3 separate regions of the Sus scrofa genome follow, and regions 2 and 3 are each linked to region 1. Evidence: chromatin contacts called from public promoter capture Hi-C data. All regions are on one chromosome and are shown on one strand. Each heading gives the region's core, a stretch centred on a gene start, on an enhancer-like site or on the middle of the called end of the contact. The rest is flanking DNA. Distances are from core to core; before and after follow the strand shown.

Region 1 (2,700 bases), core at 100-2,599:
GTTCTCCCCCACCACTTTCCCCCTGGGAGCCAGCGGGAACTACCCGGCGCTCCACGCAGAGTCCCGAGAGCGCGCCCCGGGAGTGAACGCGGTCAAGTGCAGCCAGAGCAGGACCAGGTCCCTCCCTCCCGCCTGCCCCGGGGCGGGGGAGGGACGCGCCGGCCATTACCTCCTGGAAAAGCTCCAAACTGTAGGTGTTGTCGTCGTCGGCGAAGAAGAGCACGCCAGGCTGTGCGCGCTGGTTCCCGTGCCTCTGTCGCAGCCAGGCCAGGCCGGCGTTGCGTTGTTCGGTGGCGCGCGGCAGCCCGGGCCGCTTGTACCGCCGCGGCGTGGGCACGTGCAGGTGCGTGCTAGGCAGCCCTGCGCGCGCCAAGAAGCGGCTCACCAGCTCGCTGCGCGCCGCCGCGTCTTCTACCAGGATCCAATGCAGCTGCGCCACCTGGCGGAACGTGTTGGCCAGGCGGGTCAGCTCGGCCTTCTGCACCGGGCGGCTATAGGTGGGCGTGATGGCATAGATGGTGGGCAGCTGCGGCTCAGGCGGCGGCTGCGGCCGCGACTCGTTGCGCTTCCCCCATCTGCGCCCGGGGCCGCCCCGGCGGAGCGGGATTCGGGAAACCCCGCGGCCCCCGATGTAGGGAGAGAAGTAGGGGCCCGGGGTGAGCGGGGGCGCGGGCCTGCGTGTGTCCACGTCGAGCATGATGATGACAATCAGGATCCAGGGCAGGAGGATGAAGAAGCGGCTGAACAGCACAGACTTCATGGTGCGCTCTCTCCCAGCCTCTCGGACGCCCCTGACTGGGGCGAGCCGGGGGACCCCAGCGCTCAGTTTGGACCGTGGCGGCGCCCGCGCTCAGGAAGCCATGGGGTCGCTGGGCGCTGCGAGGGCGTGGAGCCGGGAGCGGCGGGTTGGCGCAGGTGCCAAGGAGCTAGGGCTACAGCGAGTGCAGGCGGGTGGGTAGTTGATGTCTCTACTCCGGGTGGTCGGCGGGAAGCGGGACTTGGTCCAGACTCCCGCTGCTGGCCCCGGAGTTGGGCCGCGTCGGGAAGGCGAGGATCCCGCCGCACTCTTTCCGAAGAGCGGGAGCTGGGCGCCGTCCCGCGGCGCTGCGGGCGAAGGGACGCCAGCCGTGAGCCCCTAACCCGCTCTCGGGGGGCACCTTCGAGGGCGGGAGGCCAGAGCCGGGGGCTCTCCTCCGTCACAGCCCAGCCGGGGCAGCAAGGACCGGAGGCGACGCCGGGGATGTAGTGCGCCCAGCTGTGTCCGCGCGCCGCAGCGGAAGCCTGCACTCCGGTCCCTCGCGCTACTCTGCTCTTCTCAAACCTCTCCCGGCACCGGCAGCAAGATCCCAAAGCCGGGAAAGAAAGAAAAAGCGAAGGGGCGGGGGCGCTGCAGACTCCGGCGTCCTCCCTCCCAGTCCTCCTGTGGGAAGACAGCAGCGCTGCTACTGGCGGAGAGGGGCTGCGAGGGGGAGGCGGGGAGGGGGCCCGGCCCTGATGCTGACGGCCCAGCGAGCCAGCTCTGGAGGCGGCTGCGGCACCGCCTAGGGGGAGCGGGAGGAGGAATCCTGCTGGGAGGTGGGGGGAATCCTCGCACGCCCATTTCCGCGCGCTCTTAGCTCTCTGAAATGCTGCAAGGTCTTTGGTGATCAGCCAGGAAAACCCATGCACGTGAGGAAAACTCTGGAGACCTAGGGTGGGGAGTGGGAGGAAGAGAGAGGCGAGAGGGGGCAAAGGATACCTTCTTTGGCTGCTGACCGCAGGGGTTCGTGTGCTAGGGGTGGACAGAATAGCGCTGACAAAAAGGCAGAAATCAGTAGAAATTTTGGGAGACCAAGGGGTGCCTACACGGGTGTTTGGCATGTGAGATGGCCCAGAAGAAAGAATCGATCCGAACATTTGCTGCCCGACTGCAGTTAGATCATTGCGGGAAAATTCCTAAAACTCCAGCTGAGTATGTTTAGCATTTTTCTTCAGGAATTTAGTCACAGTTCCTTACACTTCACTGCCATCAAAAGTATTCCGTCTGAGGAATATGAACGCCAAACTGAGATAAAAGGATGAAAGCATGGGACATTTGTGAACGATCCTTTCAAGGAGGCCTGGGAAGAATCACCTTCATTTTCTGGATGAGGAAGCTGGGGCTCAAAGTTTAAAATGATTTCTCCAAGGTCAGTGGCAATGGCCAAGTGGAAATGGAACGTGGGTCTCCCTCGCCCCAGGTCTAGCCAGTGGCTGCCTCACCGCGCGGCCTGCATAGCCCCACCGGAAGGCTGGCCCTCCAGGATGTAAACATGGTGCATTGGAAACCCAATAGACCGTAGATGACATGTGGAACCATGACAGCGTCTAGCAGACACGGGTAAACATAGGCGCTTAGTATGGGGTTCTTTTTTTCCTATCCGAGCGGCCCTGCTAGCTGAGTCCCTGGCTGTCTGATGTACTGGAATGAAAGAAGAGCGACCAGGTTCCCTAGACACGTCGTCCTGGGGAGGTGCTTGAAAAAACAGCAGGGAAGCTTCCCCAGCCCCCAAGCCTATAATGAATAATTCCTGAGCCCATCTTCCCTCGCTGTGTCTTGTTCTCCCCTTCACAAATCTCTCGGATCGCGCACTCTTGAGTGCCGGTGCGTGGAGCGCTCTGGCGCGGATGCCCCTGCATCCAGCAGCTCCCGGTTTTCTCAGCCCTTCCCTGGCCGCTCCT
Region 2 (2,700 bases), core at 54-2,553, 320 kb before region 1:
TGTTTGACTAAACCAGTGCCCATGAAAGGATGCAGATCTGTATCTCAAGCTCTATCTCTTCCTAGGCAAAGAGTATAAGATGAAGTTCTGCCTCCGGGAGGATCCTTTTTCTCTCTGCTGTTCCTTGAGGGCCTCTGTTAAATGGTGCTGAAAATGCCAAATCAGTCATTTGCCAGCTGGTCAGTATATTGTACAAAGTCCTCCGTTATCTAGGTTTGAATTTTTCCCTCAGCCAACTTGTCACAGGATCTCAAGACAGTCTGTATGAACTAAGGGTGAAGTGTGTGTGTGTTTGAGATCTACCAAACTAATGCTAATGAAGATTGCTTGGGTTTTGGCCCTGGCCCTGTTCTGTATATATCACTTCCTCCTACTGAAAGGACTCCTTATCTAGGAGGACCAAATGACTCCTGGTTCTTGATGAGAAACTCAGATTGCCTGTCTACCTGATGTTGCTTGGCCAGACATCAGCAGTTCTTAGCTAGCCAAGAACTTTCCTTAAAAATAAAAATAAAAAATTCTAGGCACTCCACTGTGGGTTTTTTTTTTGTTTGTTTGTTTGTTTTTTGTTTTGTCTTTTCTAGGGCCGCTCTCGCGCGGCCATATGGAGATTCCCAGGCTAGGGGTCTAATCGGAGCCATAGACACCTACGCCAGAGCCACAGCAATGCGGGATCCAATCCGCGTCTGCAACCTACACCACAGCTCATGGCAACTCCGGATCATCGACTCACTGAGCAAGGCCAGGGATCGAACCCTCAACCTCATGGTTCCTAGTCGGATTCGTTAACCACTTCAACATGACGGGAACTCCCACTGTGGTTCTGTATAGACTTCCATAGGTTCCTTGAAGCCTCCTGATCTGCCACATGTGCTGGGAACAGCACTGGAGCCGCTGGACCATGAGGGTGGATGCGTGGCGCTACTTCCAGGCAGCTGGACCAGATGGAGAGACTTCTCTTGCTCTACGCTTCACTCAAAACCTCATCTTCCAGGTCACCCAGTCAGTGGGTCAGAACTGACGAACTCAAGAGTTCACTGAACAAGCAGAGATTTTAAAATGTAAAAAGGGAGGACTGCCAGAAAGAAGCCTATTACAGGAACAGAGGAGTAGAAGGTGCCCAACTTGGGGGAAGTGAACAACGATCTTCGCCTCAGATTAAGAGCAACAAATGGAGTCATCCCCTCATCCAGCTTCAGCCATGATTTGGGGTCTTAAACAACACGGGGTTCAGGGCAGTTTGGGTTGTTCTTCGTGAGAAGGTTGAGCCGCTCCACACCCGCCGTTTTTCAGCAGATAGCCCAGTCCAGGGCCTTCGATGGATTCCTGGAGCGGGCCACGGAGGTCCCGCCCCACGGCGTACACAGGCCCCGCCCCACGGGCGGTCCATCCCTCACGCGGTGCTTGCCGGGAGCACACCTCGGCCTTCATCTCCTGTTTGTGCAGTCTCGGAGGCTGTGGGAGGGACGTTATGCCAGTGTCGTGCTTTACTTTGTTGCTGGGTCGTGTCCCAGTCACAGCGTGGAGAGCGGCAAGTAAGGCGCCCAGTTCCGGGGCCAAGGTCGCGGGCGGGGTCGCAAAGGCTAGGGCGTCCGGCTGGGTAGCTGCGCTTGTCCCGGGCTCGGGGGCCCAGGAGCTGCGATCTTGTCTGTCCGGCTAGGGGCCTCTCGCCTCTGCTCTGGGCAGGCTCTTCCCCGCCGGAGCTCGGGTTGGATGTGGAGCTGGAGGGTCCCCAGAGCCCGCCCCGCCGGACAGCTGCTTCCCGCTGACCATGGCTCTGGGTTCGAAAGGGAAGCAAACGTTTCTGGTTATCTGGGGGCGCGCTATGTCTGAAGCTTGTGAAAAGCATGGAAAAGGAGGCTCTTTGGCAATGAGAGTCGTCCTTTACTTACTTAATTTACGTCGAAAAGGACATAATGGCAGTTTACAGTATCTTTTTTAAAGTGGAGAAGTGCGGGATTATGGAGAAGGTAAATAAGTATAATAAAAATTAGATGGTGGGAATTAATTACAGAAAATATGCATGCTTTCAGTAAAACGTTTTTTTTTTTTAAAGGGCGCTTTTTTTTTTTTTTGGCTGCGACCACGGAATGTAACTCAGCATTTTTAAAAACTCATTTTTTTCTGAAAAGTTTCTCACACTATTAAAGACTTAACTCACAAAGTATGCTAAGCATAGTAAGTTGAAAACAGTTCTGGCCTTCATCCTAATGTGCCCCTGATTCCTATGCAGTTTTCCTTTCTGAAATCACTTCTCCCCAAACTACTTCTTTGTTGTAAAAAATTGTAAATGGTCCAGAAATGGATAATATAGAAAGTACAAGTCTTATCCAAACCGCAAGGTAGTAACTGTGTGAAGATTTGTGTTTTCATTCAAAATCCCTTTTTCAGTAGTGTTAAAACCTTAATAATGAAGTATTTGATACCAAAATTTATGTAACACGTGTAAGAAGCAAAGCCGACACTTATGAACCCATTCTCCAACTTAAGAAATAGAATATTTCCATTGCCAACCAGCTATCTGTGTGCTTCCTGAGGCAATTGTGTAACTGTGTTTTTGATCTTAATGGAAATGGCTTCATATCATTTGTATTATTATACTTGCCTTTTTCAACCACTATTTTTAGATTTGTCCATATTGATATATGATGTTGTAGGTATTCACATACCATACATTTTTCCTTTCTCCTTCCCGCTGAG
Region 3 (2,700 bases), core at 80-2,579, 460 kb before region 1:
CTGTGCACTGAACACATCACATCATAAGGTAGTTATGCAAACACTCCACCCAAGTTGTTTTTATTCATGTTGGTATCCATCAAGATAAGTACAATGTCTGGCATGTAGATGATTCTTTTGAACCAGGTAATTTGAAATCATGTGATTTGAACAAAAAGAATGCATTAATAGGAAAGGAATATTGGCACAGGTGAATTTTAGGGAAGGCATAAATACGGAAACGTAAATAATTGAATATTTAGTATACTTTCCTAAAAAAGGTAGACCTAAACAAATAGAAAAAGGCTTTCAATTTTGAGGCTACAATCCAAACCACAATTCAAACCCTTATGTGAAAAGATTGTAAAATGCTATTTGGCTATTAAAAAAACAGAATGAGTTTAGGAACTGGGAAAACAAGCCAGTCATGCAAATGCTAATATGCTGATTATCAGAGGATAAGGGGGGCACTTACAACCATGTTAAAAATCAGAGGTTAAATTATAGTCACAATCCGTCCCACAAAATGGTCTAGGATACAAGGCATCAGTATCATTTCCAAATCAATGCACAGCTTTTTTTCTTCCACAATAGTTTATTGCGGTAAACTATACATGACATAAAATTTACGTTTTTTAACCACTTTTAAAAGTGCACTTCAGTGCCATTAAGTACATTCATATTGTTGTACAACCCTCAACAGTATTCACCCTCCTCAGTTGTAAAACACACGCCACAGCCGCAACTTCCTTCTTCTTTTCATTAACTTTGCTTTTGTAACATACTGAGCTTTGGGCACCACAAAGGGTTCAGAAATTGGGATGAGTGAAGTAGATCACTAAAGGATTATCCTTCATGGGCCCCGTTAACGGAATTCTAGAGCTAGAGTCACTTCGCCCTCCAGCCCTTTAGGGCAGCTATAGCCAAAGAGTAACCATAGCAACACCCACACCTCTCCAAGGACGCAGCAACCGAGTCCCAAACGATAGCTGCTCTTTCCCTTCCTCCTGCAAACTGAGCAGCGCAGGAGCCAGGCTCTTTATCCCGGATCGCAGGCTGGAGGTGAGAAACACAGCTGAACTCTCAGCATTTCTTCCCCGGTTCCTGAGCCTGGAGCGGAACCCGGTCAGGCTCCACACACTCGGAGCCCAGCCCTTCTGGGCGCTTCGCGCTGTTTATTGACGCAAACTTCCCGTTCTCGCGGGAACTTGGGAGCCGGGGGCCGAACAGGGCAGATAGAGCTCTGGAAATCTCAGCTGGAGCTCGGGGAGAGCGGGGGGCGGGGCGCAGGCCCGGAGGGGCGGGGCCTAGCTTGGAGAGGGGAGGGCACGGGCGAGAGGGAGGCGAGGGGAGGCTGGGGGGGGCGGGGCCGCGCGCGGGGACCTGTGGCTCGCAGGTAGCGCCGCTGGCCCGGCTGCCGAACTGGGTGACTGCGCATGCTCGCTGGCCGCCTTGGCCCGATTGTCGGCTGGCGGTGACGAGCCGGCTCCTCCGCGGTGGCGGTTGCGGTGGCTGCGATGGCGATGTGAGGGGCCCGCGGCGGGATGGTGCTGACCCGGGCGGGGCCGCCTTCTTCCAGCGAGACCACGGGCTCCTCTGTCCGCCGGGCGGTAGAGGAGGCCGAACCAGGCGAGAGGTGAGTCCCTGACGCCCTCGCGTCCCCGGCTCCCGATCCCACGACCCCCAGTCTTCTTCCCGCGGGCCCAGTAGGAAGCGGCCTCCTGCGCCCGGTCTTCGCCGGCCGTTCTGGCCCTCACGCGGCCGCTCCGGGTGGGAGCCGGCGCCGAGCGCCGGGCCGCTGAAGGTCGGTGGGGACGGCGGTGTGGAGCGCTCTCCCTGTGCGGAGCAGCTGCTTTCCCCCTGCCCCCCAGCACCCCCGCGGCCCGAGCCCTTGCCCTCTGCCCCCGCGCCCCTGTTGCCGACCCCCTGCGCCCCTGCTCCCGGCCCTCACTCCTGCTCCCTAAGCTTCGCTTGCTGCGCGCGCTTTGCCCTATCCTCACGCTTGGCCCGCGTCCGTGGTTCCGCTCCTTCATCCCCAGTGGTCCCTCCGTGGGAGGCAGGGTGTTTTTTGCTCCCCTGGATTTCTTCTCTCTCACGGCGCATCTCTAGGTGGGCTCCTTTTCCACGCTCCTCCCCTCACCGACCGGGCTTCTTACTCTGCCACCTCTGTAATTTCTTCCTGGGCTCTTCTCATTTTTTCCTTTCCGGACTTCATCTTCGTTCTTGGATGTTAGTTACTGACTGTGCGCTTTGCTTTAGCATCGCTCTGCGCTAGAGTTCATTCTGTGTCCCCCTCACTCCTTGAATCCTTACCTCTCTTGGTACCCTCCGTCATCGCTTTACTTCTGGTGGCCTTCCGTCTTTTTCCATCCTGATCCATTTCTACTCTCTAATCTTGACCTTTTTTCTCTCTAAAACTGTTGTTGTTTTCCTTTTGCATGGGTCGAGCCTCTTAACTCCAGTACGTTTTACTTTTTGGTAAATCTCTGAAAAGTACTAGTGTCTTTTACTTTCTACCTAAACTAGGTATCTACTCAGTATACCTAGTTCAGTTTCCAGTTTAATAGTCTCTTCATTTTCTTTTTTCACTGACTAGACGTATCATCAAAAGAGTGACAGTAGCAATAACCTGTTACCCTTAGTGATCAAAGCTTTAATTTTTAAGAATTATGTTTACCTGACATGTCAACGGAAGCAACTTTGGGATATACTTGATGAAAT

The links. Promoter capture Hi-C pulls out the DNA fragments that hold promoters and counts their contacts.
Region 2: a contact with region 1 is called in a promoter capture Hi-C map of liver, with 5 times the contacts expected there. The contact joins the promoter of SMAP1 here to the promoter of B3GAT2 in region 1. A contact is called at or near these places in 1 of 5 promoter capture datasets (liver) and 1 of 47 Hi-C or Micro-C datasets (embryonic fibroblasts).
Region 3: a contact with region 1 is called in a promoter capture Hi-C map of liver, with 6 times the contacts expected there. The contact joins the promoter of FAM135A here to the promoter of B3GAT2 in region 1. A contact is called at or near these places in 1 of 5 promoter capture datasets (liver) and 1 of 47 Hi-C or Micro-C datasets (embryonic fibroblasts).

The regions. Positions count from the first base shown.
Region 1 is chr1:51,040,237-51,042,936 of Sscrofa11.1, forward strand. It overlaps B3GAT2 (galactosylgalactosylxylosylprotein 3-beta-glucuronosyltransferase 2), which reads right to left and starts at 1,350. Exons shown (of 4, transcript XM_003121263.4): 1 at 170-1,350. The coding sequence starts at 760.
Region 2 is chr1:50,720,270-50,722,969 of Sscrofa11.1, forward strand. It overlaps SMAP1 (stromal membrane-associated protein 1), which reads left to right and starts at 1,304. Exons shown (of 12, transcript XM_021089443.1): 1 at 1,304-1,535. The coding sequence starts at 1,319.
Region 3 is chr1:50,578,380-50,581,079 of Sscrofa11.1, forward strand. FAM135A (protein FAM135A) reads left to right here and starts at 1,330. Exons shown (of 23, transcript XM_005659250.3): 1 at 1,330-1,615.